2 separate regions of the Mus musculus genome follow, and region 1 is linked to region 2. Evidence: chromatin contacts called from public promoter capture Hi-C data. All regions are on one chromosome and are shown on one strand. Each heading gives the region's core, a stretch centred on a gene start, on an enhancer-like site or on the middle of the called end of the contact. The rest is flanking DNA. Distances are from core to core; before and after follow the strand shown.

Evidence for each region. Promoter capture Hi-C pulls out the DNA fragments that hold promoters and counts their contacts.
Region 1: a contact with region 2 is called in a promoter capture Hi-C map of the 3T3-L1 cell line, with 12 times the contacts expected there. The contact joins the promoter of Ap1s2 here to the enhancer-like site in region 2. A contact is called at or near these places in 3 of 39 promoter capture datasets (the 3T3-L1 cell line, cranial neural crest and embryonic stem cells), 4 of 115 datasets of contacts at active chromatin or transcription factors (VIP interneurons, embryonic limb bud, forebrain and 1 more) and 1 of 9 other capture datasets (liver).

The regions. Positions count from the first base shown.
Region 1 is chrX:163,905,642-163,910,803 of GRCm38.p6, reverse strand. Ap1s2 (adaptor-related protein complex 1, sigma 2 subunit) reads right to left here and starts at 1,787. Exons shown (of 6, transcript NM_001290379.1): 1 at 1,531-1,787. Gm52456 (predicted gene, 52456) reads left to right here and starts at 1,273. Exons shown (of 2, transcript NR_165469.1): 1 at 1,273-1,393; 2 at 1,506-2,694.
Region 2 is chrX:163,042,491-163,048,146 of GRCm38.p6, reverse strand. No RefSeq gene overlaps it. Among named protein-coding and RNA genes, the nearest start is that of S100g, 81 kb to the right of the region's middle. Within about 2 kb of position 3,121, at least 7 of the 459 cell types and tissues checked have an H3K27ac peak or open chromatin away from gene starts, as enhancers often do.

The sequences.
Region 1 (5,162 bases), core at 538-3,037, 860 kb before region 2:
AACACATTTTAAAGACAAAAGCCCGATTTTTATGTTTGCATTTCATAAAATCCAACACAAACAAGCACTCAAGAACTGAGTTAATGTATGTAAAAGAGAATACACGCTTAAAAAGCTTTATTCAAAGTTACTCATATCGAGACACAAGATATTTAATTTAAAACAACAAATTTTTGGGACAGTGCACAGAATACTTCTTTTAAAACAAAAACCACATTTGAATGTTATGCTGGATTTGAGTATGTTTTATACCGAAGCTAATTTGCATTGATTTACTTAGTATTTGCATGTCTGTTGGTCAGTCTATATTTTCTAAGGCATGTATTTTATAATTCAACTGGTAAAAGCGAGCTGTATTGTAAAGCTAATTTGAAGGTAAAATTTGGATAGGTGTTTTGTTTTAACCTTTTTAAGTTCCTTTAACAGTGACAGTGCAAGTAAGATCCACCCAAGGGCGATTCTTAATATTCACCACACAACCTTAAATTTGAACACCCGGAGGAGGAATTTACGTAACTAATATAAAATCAAATTGGCTCTAGACAGGAAATCCACCTCGCAATATCCCAAAAAGGCATCAAGAAAACATCCGGATATTTATGGCGTAGCCATTTAACTTTAATAAAGTTAAAATTGGCTATTACCCCACACAACACTATATAATTCATTGAGAGCAAAGTGCCACCCTTGTAAGTCCTGAAGACAGCGGCATCGAAAAGAACGGCATCGAAAGAACTGGACATTGAACGCAAACCGTTATCAGAACTTGGGGAAGGGACCGATCGGTTTTCTTAAATCTTGACCAGGAGAGATGGTTTGCTAATGACTGGGGTGTGCTCTAGGCTATCTGTAGCGGGGTCCAGTATCCGCCCTACCACTTTGGAGGACGAAGAAACCAAGCATTTTCCTCAAAACAAATGATGTGCTAACATGGGACGAAACCCGCGGCACAAGTATTCCTTTTCCCTCGCTTTGATTTTTGCCGCAAATCCCGGGACAACAATTTCTCCAGATTGGTATTAAAACAAAAACAAAACAAAACAAAACAAAAAACCCAACAATGAGCTCAGCCTTGGAGTGGGCTCTGGTCCAGCATCCCTGGGGTCCCGCAGTCTCGGACGCCTCCCCTCCTCCCGGGACTACACTCCATCAGTACCCAAAGCTGGGCGAGGTGACCGGCAAGGAGTGGAGCAGAGACAATGGCATCCGCTGGCCCGCCAGGGGCGCCAAGTCCTCGGTCGCCGTCACCCCAGCCCCTCCCCAAAACGCCCCGTCAAACTTGAGGCGATCAGCGAACCACAGGTGCCGCGGGGTCCCCGCGGAACCTAGGACCGGTTCCCCTGCATCACCGGCGCGCTGCCGAGTGGAGAGCGGAGCGCTACCGCCGGCAGAAGTGAGTTTCGGGGCGCGGCGCCCCGGGAGGACTCGGGGTGGGGTCGTCGGGGCGCTCACGGGGCGGCGGGGGGCGCGTCCCAGCCATCACTCCCTCTTTCCATCCCTGCCAGCTCAGCGGACTCCTTCAGCACTTACGGCGGCGGCGGGCCGCGGACGCGGCGGAGCTGGGCTGGCCGCGGAGACTGAGGCGCCGGCAGCTGCTGAGGGGAAGCCCCCGTCGCCGTGCTGTGGAAGGGAAGCCGTGGTGCCGCGGGGAGGGGACCCGTCTGGTGGAGGGCAGGCTTAGGCTGCGAGGGTAGGGCGAGCCGACAGATCCCGCCCTGGAGGCTGGACGGAGGAGGAGCCCGGGCTGCGGCGAGCGGAGAGGCGGACCGGAGACCGCGCGCCAAGCTGCCGAGGGGGCGCCAACCGCCTCTAGAGTGAGCGCTGTTGCCGGCAAGAACGAGAAGCCGATTGGTCAAATAACCGCAGGGTAGGCGTGGCGAGGGCCGGAAGTCTGGCCACGTGACCCGGAAGCGGCCTAGGCTGTGGCCAGCGCGCTTGCGTACTTCGGGCTGTGCTGCCGGGACGCGGCGCGCGCGGCTGTCCTGGCTCCTTCCGTGGCAGGGTGATGGGGCTCCGCGGCGCCCTTAGCTGACCCCGTGGTGCAGGCTAAAGGATGGTCCGCACCGCAAAGGGGCTGATTCCGAGCGCCAGTGACTCCGTGGGTCTCCAGAGGGTTGGGCGGGGAGGTGTGACAGTCGGCGATGATGGTGGGAGCCAAGGACAGGAGTGCTGCAACTCAGGGGAAAACAAGTCAGCGCTGTCGCGGTGCTCGTGCCCGCGTTTGCAGGGAGGCCCCTCCTTTCCAGCCCCAGCTAACCTAGACATTTCTCGCCACAAGCTTTGCTAGAGCCTCTCTTCAGGGCTTGCTTCCCCCAGCAGTGCGGCGGACTGGAGGAGTTGTAGTCCGCTCTCTGCTGCAAAAAAAAAAAAAAAAAAAAAAAAAAAAAAAAAAAAATCCAGACAGCGCTTAGTCCTTTTAGATCCCGCTTCCTTCTCACGGTCTCGCCCGCACCTTCCCCATCCCGGGTTCCAGTTTAGCCTTGGCTGATGACTCGCTCGCCTTGGCATGTCCTTCCTCTAATGTCACATCTATAAAGCCTCACCCTAAAGCCCCGGAACAACGAATTCCTCTTTTACCCACATGCTTCTGTTTAGCGCACCTTGGATTTTATTCGTTTAACAACCTAGTTCTCTGCCTGGTTTTAACACTACTGATAAATGTGAGTTGTCTAATAAAATTATAAAATGATGATAGACTTGTTAAAAAGCTGAAATGTTGACTTAGTCTGGGCGTATGATGGATGTCTGTGTTTTATTTGAATGGTGGAATGGATGGATCATCGAGTTCAACTCATCTTTTATAGATAAGGGGAATGGAGATCCACAGGATTAGGTGACCTTGCTTGGACAGCCATGGATTTCCCCTGTCAAATGCTACTCATTACTACTGTCACCTCTGTCCCTACAACAAAAGCCAGAACAGAGTATTCATTGGGCATGCCTTTCTTTGCAGAGATTACTAAACAGGAATTGTAAATTAACTAATGTAAGAAAAAAAAGATGCTACACTTTTAGCGAAGCTGTGTTTACTTAATGTAAAGAACCCCCTTATTAGACATCAATGTTCATTTTTATGTCTTAGAGTGCCAATGTAATAGGATCTTATACGTTAGGAATTTGAGGTCATTTTGTATATGCTTTTGTTTAGCAAAAATAAAACTAGAATACTTTCCCCTTTTCAGCAATACTATGCTGCTTGGAAAGTTTCCTACAAACGTGTGTGAGTGAAATATACTGGAGTATTAAAGTGGTCAATAGAAAGCAGAATTGGCTTTTGGTAGGTCTTTAGGTCCCCGGCCCAAATTTCTCTGTTTATTGTTGAAACATGCCTCTAAAATGCCAATGTACTTTCTCACAAGAAACAGATGTCATTAGCCAGTTCAAAGATAGCAATGATATTACACAATGAAAAACGGCCTTCTAATTCTAAACACTGCCTTTCCTTTTTGTGTTCAAAACACCTACGTCCTCAGGGTGCCTAAGTCACCACCTCCCAAGTTTAAACTCATTGGATGTGTTACTAATGTTGGTTAGTAGCTCTGGAAATTATGGGAGACTTGCAAATTGGCAGTCTCATTTCTGTGTTCCTAGCCAAAAAGAGAGAGAGAGAAAGTGGGGAGGGCTGGGGGGTAGAGAAGGAATTATGGGAAAATAATTAGCAGCTGAAAGCAGCTATTACATAATCTTGGCTGCTTATTAATTTAGCAGAAGGAATGGCTTATTAAATTCTAATACCAACAGCAAAACTGCAAACAACCTACAATTAACAGAGCAGGGCCCATTATTTTGTTAATACGTTCTCTTCCTTTGGCAAGTATATGAGAACAAAATTTATAGAAGCAGATGGTCTTTTTCAGTAGATTATAGATGGTTTATTCCCCAGTCTTAGTTCAAAGTGCTAATGGTGCATTCACTGTGAAAGACAAAAGGAAGCACGGCTGCCATCTTTGTTAGTAATTAAGTAGTTTGACTTTGATTTCCACATTTTCAAATTGTAGGCTTTGTTATATATATATATATATATATATATATATATATATATAATCTTCTGACCCACTACCTTTTTCATCTGTCATGTCAATATATAATCTTATTATTCCTTTGTGTTTGTTTTCAAGGTGATATTGCCTTCTTTATGCAACTATGGAAAACTATACAAAATCATGTGTGAAAAATTAATAACCAGAATTTGTAATTGTTTGTTAAATTTCAAAAATTGTTTTGCTGTCATGTATGCTAAACACAAGACACGATGGTAAAATAGAGATGCTATTTTTTAGCAATAAAATTTGGATACTATAAAATCTAAGGTTTTAATAAATAATTTTAGTTTCCTGTTAAATTTGTGATACCCATACATTTTTATGTCTGTTTCATCTCAAAATATGACTAAATGAAAAGGGGAAAACAGTGCAGTGTTTAAACATGCCCGCATGAGGCTGGAGAGGCAGCTCATTGGTTAAGAACACTGGCTGCTTTTCCAGAAGACTCTGGGGTGTGCTCTAGGCCTCTCTGGAAGCCAGGAACACAAGAGATGTGCAGATATGCATGTAGGCAAAACACCATTGTACGTAAAATTACATTTATAAAGATAACTAAAAAGTGACCACATGGATGGTTTGATGGGACATGCGTATGATGAAGTCAATAAGGATATCAGGGTGTACTATCAACATATTGGAATACTTTTTACTTAAAAAGTTAAAAAATTGAAAATATGGGGTATTCAAGTAGAAGTAAGGAGAGGTTATAGTAATGTTGCAGTAAATGATATCTGAAATAAGCCTAGAAGCTGAAGAAGCCTTCTTCGATTCTAGGAAGCAACCTCCAGAAACAATAGTGGATTTCCATGGATAGAATCTTGAGGTAGAATGTAACAAGAGAGATTAGTATATTTTATTTCAATTTTTAAATGACAAATCCTAAAGTAGCTAAAACCCATTTAGTTAGAGATGCATTCTATAGTACTGACTTATACGGAGTTCCTTTAGCCAGCCTTTAGATTACTTAGAAATTACCAATAATAGAATCCAGCATTAAATCAGTATATAAGTTATGTGCAAAAAATGATGCTTAGAGTTTATAAATTTGCATATCTCATGATAAAAAAATGTTGTCCCGGAGGGAGGGCAGACATAAAATGATGAATGTTTGTAAACTAG
Region 2 (5,656 bases), core at 1,872-4,371:
GAATGTCTTTATCTCTTCCCCCTAGAGTCACATTGAATAAATCTCATTTCTTTGTCCCTCACAATTACGGGTCTCTTTCATCAGTGTAATGATAGCCAGCTTAAGCCTGTTGGGGCTGCCAGAAGCCAAGATTTTGCCCTTAAAACTCCAGTAACAACTGCTTTCAGGGTTGTGTTTTATAAAACTGTGGTATAATGCAGCAGGACTTAGCAGGCCCTGCCAAGATTTCCCCCTGAACAATCAAGCCATGTGACAGATTGGTATAAAAGAAAGCTTATTAAAGGAAGGGAAGTGGGCATGGAGAGGCAGAGAAAGGAGGGGGACAGAGAAGGACAGAGAGGAAGAGGCAGCCAGGTACATGTGTGAAGAGAGAAAGAAGATGGAGAGAGACACAAAGATGGACAGAGGCAGAGGCAGAGGCAGAGGCAGAGGCAGAGGCAGAGGCAGAGGCAGAGGCAGAGGCAGAGGCAGAGGCAGAGGCAGAGGCAGAGGCAGAGGCAGAGGCAGAGGCAGAGGCAGACAGAGCAGTCCTTAGATGCCTTGTTTCTGGCCCATACTAGGCAGGCAGAGCTGCAAGCTGTTGCTAGGTAGCCACTGGTGGAGCCTAGAGGAATTGCTAACATTCAGGATTCTTCAAATCCAAATCTGGGCAGCATTATTTGAGGTGGGACCACTGCATCTCAGGAGCATCCTTGGGAAGAATCAGGGATGCTAAGCCAATAACTAGTGTTGTCAGCACTCATAATCAGAAGATGCATCTGCTCTCCTCCTATTCACCCCTTAGCATCCAGTTAAGCACTGTATTAATACCTTCCCTAGCTGTACCACATCTTCTAAAATCTCTCTGGATGCATCAATTCAGAGGCAAGCCTGTGATTGGTTGAATTAAGTATTGGTCTTTCCCCCATACATTTTTCCCCCTTAGAGTTATTTTATTATCCTTTTTCTAGTTAATAGAGAAATAGACTCTTATCTAAGATAAAAATGTTTCTTTAACCACGTACCAAAAAGAGAAAAGAATCATCTTCATACAATATTGCTCTGGACGAATCCAGAACAACCTGATAATATGAAACCTAGGGATGAGAGTTAGCTCCTGAGTACAGAGGCTAAACTGAGATTTTTCTGTAATCTTGCAATCTCATGTCATGGTTTTGTTGTTGTTATGTGTGTGTGTGTGTATGTGTGTGTGTGTGTGTGTGTGTGTGTGTGTGTGTTTTTTTTAAGGAACCATTTTCACTATGCAAAGTGAGTTTTTTCAAGCTTAGATTACATTTTAGACTTGTCAAAATTTTTTTCTTGGGAAGACGACACCCATTGCCACTACAATTAACAAACATAATGTTTAAATGTGATGGAGAGGTAGGAAAAAGAAAAACAGACTGGTGCATGTGCTGTGGAAAGAGGCATAATATTTTTGAAAAGGGTAGGTGACCCCATCCCTGAACTGGGGACTTTGGATATGGTCTCTACAGGTTCTCTCTCCCTTTTGTTGGGTATTTCATCCCCATTGGGTCCTGGGAGCCTCTTGCTTTCCTGGCATCAGGAACTTTCTAGTGGCTACCCCCAGTCCCCCTCCCCCACTGTTATACACCTCCATTCAATTCCTGTCCCTCTATACTTCTCACCCCTTTGTCTCCTCCCACATCTGATCCTGTCCTCCTTTTTTTCCTCTGCCCCTTCTGTCTTCCTCCCAAGTTCCTCCCTCCCTCTACCCTCTGTGATTATTTTGTTCCCTCTTCTAAGAAGGATTGAAGCATCCACACTCTGTTCTTCCTTCTTCTTGAGCTTCATATGATCTGTGAGTTGTTTTGTGGGTATTTCATACTTTTTTCCTAATATCCACTGATCAGTGAGTACATACCCAGAATTGTTCCTGTCTAAAGGAAATTTAGGGACAAAGAGTGGTAGCAGAGACTGAAGGAAAGGCCATTCATCCAGAGAATGCCCAACCTGGGGATCCATCCCATATCACCAAACACAGACACTATTGTGTATGCCAAGAAAAGCTTGCTGACAGGAGCCTGGTATAGGAAGAACAACAATATCAACTAATCAGACCCATTAGAGCTCCCAGGGACTGAACCACCAACCAAAGAGTACACATGGAGGGACCCATGGCTCCAGCCTCATATGTAGCAGAGGATGGACTTGTTGGGCATCAGTGGAAGAGGAGTCCCTTGGCCCTGTGAAGGCTGGATACCCCAGTGTAGGGAAATGCCAGGGCAGGGAGGCAGGAGTGGGTGGATAGGGGAACACCCTCAAAGAAGCAGGAGGGAGGAGATAGGGGGTTTGCAGAGGGGAAACCAGGAAGGGGGATAACATTTGAAATGTAAATAAATAAAATAACCAATAAAGAAAAGAAAGAGGCATAACTGGAGACGTGATAGTGATAACAGATGAGAGAAAGAGCTGACGTTTCCATGCTGTCGTTACCCAGTAGAGTTGGTCCGATGGTTTACAGCAGCCTGGAGCTTATGCAGGTGCAGACTCAGCCCCAGAACATCCTGCACAGCTGTCATATCCCCCGGGGGAATGACAGAGGCCCAAGATGAGGAAAGGTTCACTTTCCAGATTGGACCTCATCAAAAGACTATCATGATCCATGATGCCACTGGAGGCCATGTTGGTGTACATGTTTCATGATGCTACCCCAGGCCAGGATGAAGCGCCTAAGATCCATGTGAATATATGCAGTCTGTTCTGCTGCCTGAGGTTTTGGTGATGTTCTTGGGCTTTGCTGCCTCAGAGGGCCATACTGATATGGATGGCCTGTCTAGCCACCTTTGGCCATGCTGAGGCCCTGTGGTGTGTGCATCTGCTGAGGGCCATTAGTGGGTCAGTGCTCCTCGTAGGGCCAGGGGTCTATGTAAGTATCTGTAGCCTGTGTTAGCCCCGAAGTCCATTCAGATGTTCATGGCCTGGGCTGCTGCCTAAAGCTACATTGATGTTCATGGGCATGTGGGAGAGCTCCCCTCTCTGGCTGCCATATAGCTCTCCTCAAATTGATGACTTCTGGAGAGGATACAGGTGGAGAAAGATTCATCCTCCCTGGCAGGGTCTGGCCACTAGGAATTTGACCATGGTCCAGTGAGTGTATGGTATAAAAACAAATAGTTTTTTTCTATTTTTCACTTCCTTCTTTTTGAGGGGAGAGAAGAAGGGAGGACTGGGAGGTGAACAAGATCAGGGGTACATGATGTGAAATTCTCAATCAATTAAAAAAAAAACTTTCCTTGCATTACGCAATCAGCAATTAACAAACTTTTGCTGCAGAGGGCCAAGTGGTAAATATTTTCGAAGTTTGGGTCTTTTCCTTCTAAATCATCTCACAGGTGCATTACACAGTAATGCTCTCAACAACCATTCCTCTCTTCCTTTACAGCCAGAAAGGTGCTATAGACAAGATGGATGTGGCTAAGTTCCAAAAAAACTACAAAACTATACCCCCCACAAAGGCACTGCTGATCAGATGTTCTGCATTTCTCTCATCTCTCCCTCCCTGATGCTTTGTGCATCAGCAGAAATAGAACCCAGAGCCTCGCTATGCTAGGCAAGTGCTTAGCCACTGAGCCACATCTCCAGTCCTACTTTTCCTGTTCTTGCCGTTGTCGTTTGTCTCTTTTGTATTTTTGACACTGTGTAATGCACCTGTGAGATGATTTAGAAGGAAAAGACCCAGACTTCGAAAGCCTGCCAACCTGAATTTGATCCTTAAAAACTACAGTAAAGGTTGACCTCCACATTTGCTATGGCGTGTGTATGCCAATCTATATTCAGACATGCATCCTACAAGCACATATGTGCATGCACCTTCGAGTCCTTCGCATGCGCACATGTGAACACACACACTAATAATAAAGTTTTTAAAATTAAAACAATAAAGAGACAGAGCATCATTATAACCCAGGCTGGCCTCTCATCTGTTATGTAGCTGAGGCTGGCTTTGAACTTCAGATGCTCCTGCCTGTACCTCCCAACTTCTGGAATTACAGACATAGAAGCCAGACTGTCTTCCCCCGCCCCCCCCCATATATGTATGGATGTTTTGCCTAAATGTATGTCTGTGTACCACATGTCTGCCTGATGCTCAGAGAGGCCAGAAAGGGGTATCAGATTCCCTGGAACTGGGGTCACAGATGGTTGTCAGTTACCCTGTAGGTGCTGATAACCAAACGCAAGTCCTTTAGAAGGGCAACCAGTGCTCTTAACCATCGAGCCATCTCTCCAGCCCCTACTTCTCCATTCTTAAACAGAATATAACAAATCTCTACTCCTAGGGTACACTTAGGATTGCTAGGAAAAGGAGAGCTAAGGCTGAGTGGGGTTCAGTAGTGGAGCACCTGCCTAGCATGCCCAGGGCTCTGGGTTCAGTCTCCACCACCATAAATATGAGCAAAATAAAACAAAACAAATGAAGATAGCAGGGAACAGAGAGAAACCATGAAACCTTTTTATTCACTCAGAAATGCCAAGGTATTTCAAAAGCGGCAGGAAAGCCTGTGGGCAATGGCTCACACTTTGTAATCCCTACATCTGAGAAGCTGAGAGTTCAGGGCCAGTTCAAGTCAATAGTAAGGCCACGACTCAAACAAACAATTAAACAAACAAAAAAACCAAAAAGGCCAACGTAAACATATTATCTCAAAAAATGAAAAAAATGAGTATTTAAAGCCATGAAAAGAACAGCAACAGTAGAGCCAAAGAAGTTCCTTCTAACTTGAAAATTACTTGAGTTTTCTTTAATCCTAGGCCTTATAAAACAATATACACTTGTCAAAATACTCTAAGAAATTGTGACTCCAGCAATATGGATTATTCAAATTGCATATTGCTCTCACACCATTAAATTATCTGCAAAAGCAACTATCATGACAACTGGCCTTGTCACTCTGGGCTGTGTTGCAGTATCTCTAGCTCAAAGAGCCCTCTTGAGGACAGTGATGCAGCCTAGATAGGTCAGCTTTCTGGACCACTGGCTCTAACCTCTAGGTTCTGAGACTTTATCTTATGCTATAAAATGTTGTTCCCAGCATACTAACTAAAAGCAGTCTCCCCGGAGGAAAAAAACCAACACCAAACATACATTTTTTAAAGTTTTTGTTTCAAGAAAATGGCAGGGAGGAAAAAAATAGACAATCTAAATTGTTTAGGCTTTAAAATTAGTTCCAGCTGGGCATGGTGATTCATATCTGCAATCCCAGCATTTAGGAGGTGAGGATAATCTTGAGTTTGAGACCAGCCTGGAATACATAGGGTGTTGCAGGACAGCTTAGACTACAGAATGAGAAACTGTGTGAAAAAGAAAAATAAACAGCTTGGTGTTACCAGTAGTATGTGCATATAAAGCCAGCACCTGGGAGGCAGAAGCAGACCTTCTGTGGGTTCCAGGCCAGGCAGAGCTCCATAGTGATATCCTGTCTAAAAATCAACAAGATGCCATAACCAAATGGCGTATACTCAACTCTCTAGCTTCTTACTGGCAATCTTCTCAGAAAAGGCAAGTTACGCTGGAGAGATCATGGATGTGGAAAATGGACCCCTCACTCTGGGGTCCAAGCTGGACTCTGGACCAAGCTGGATGGCATCTTGGGGAACTTGGAAACATCTTTTCCAAATATGCACGGACATGAGTCATAAAATCAAAAGCTGCTTG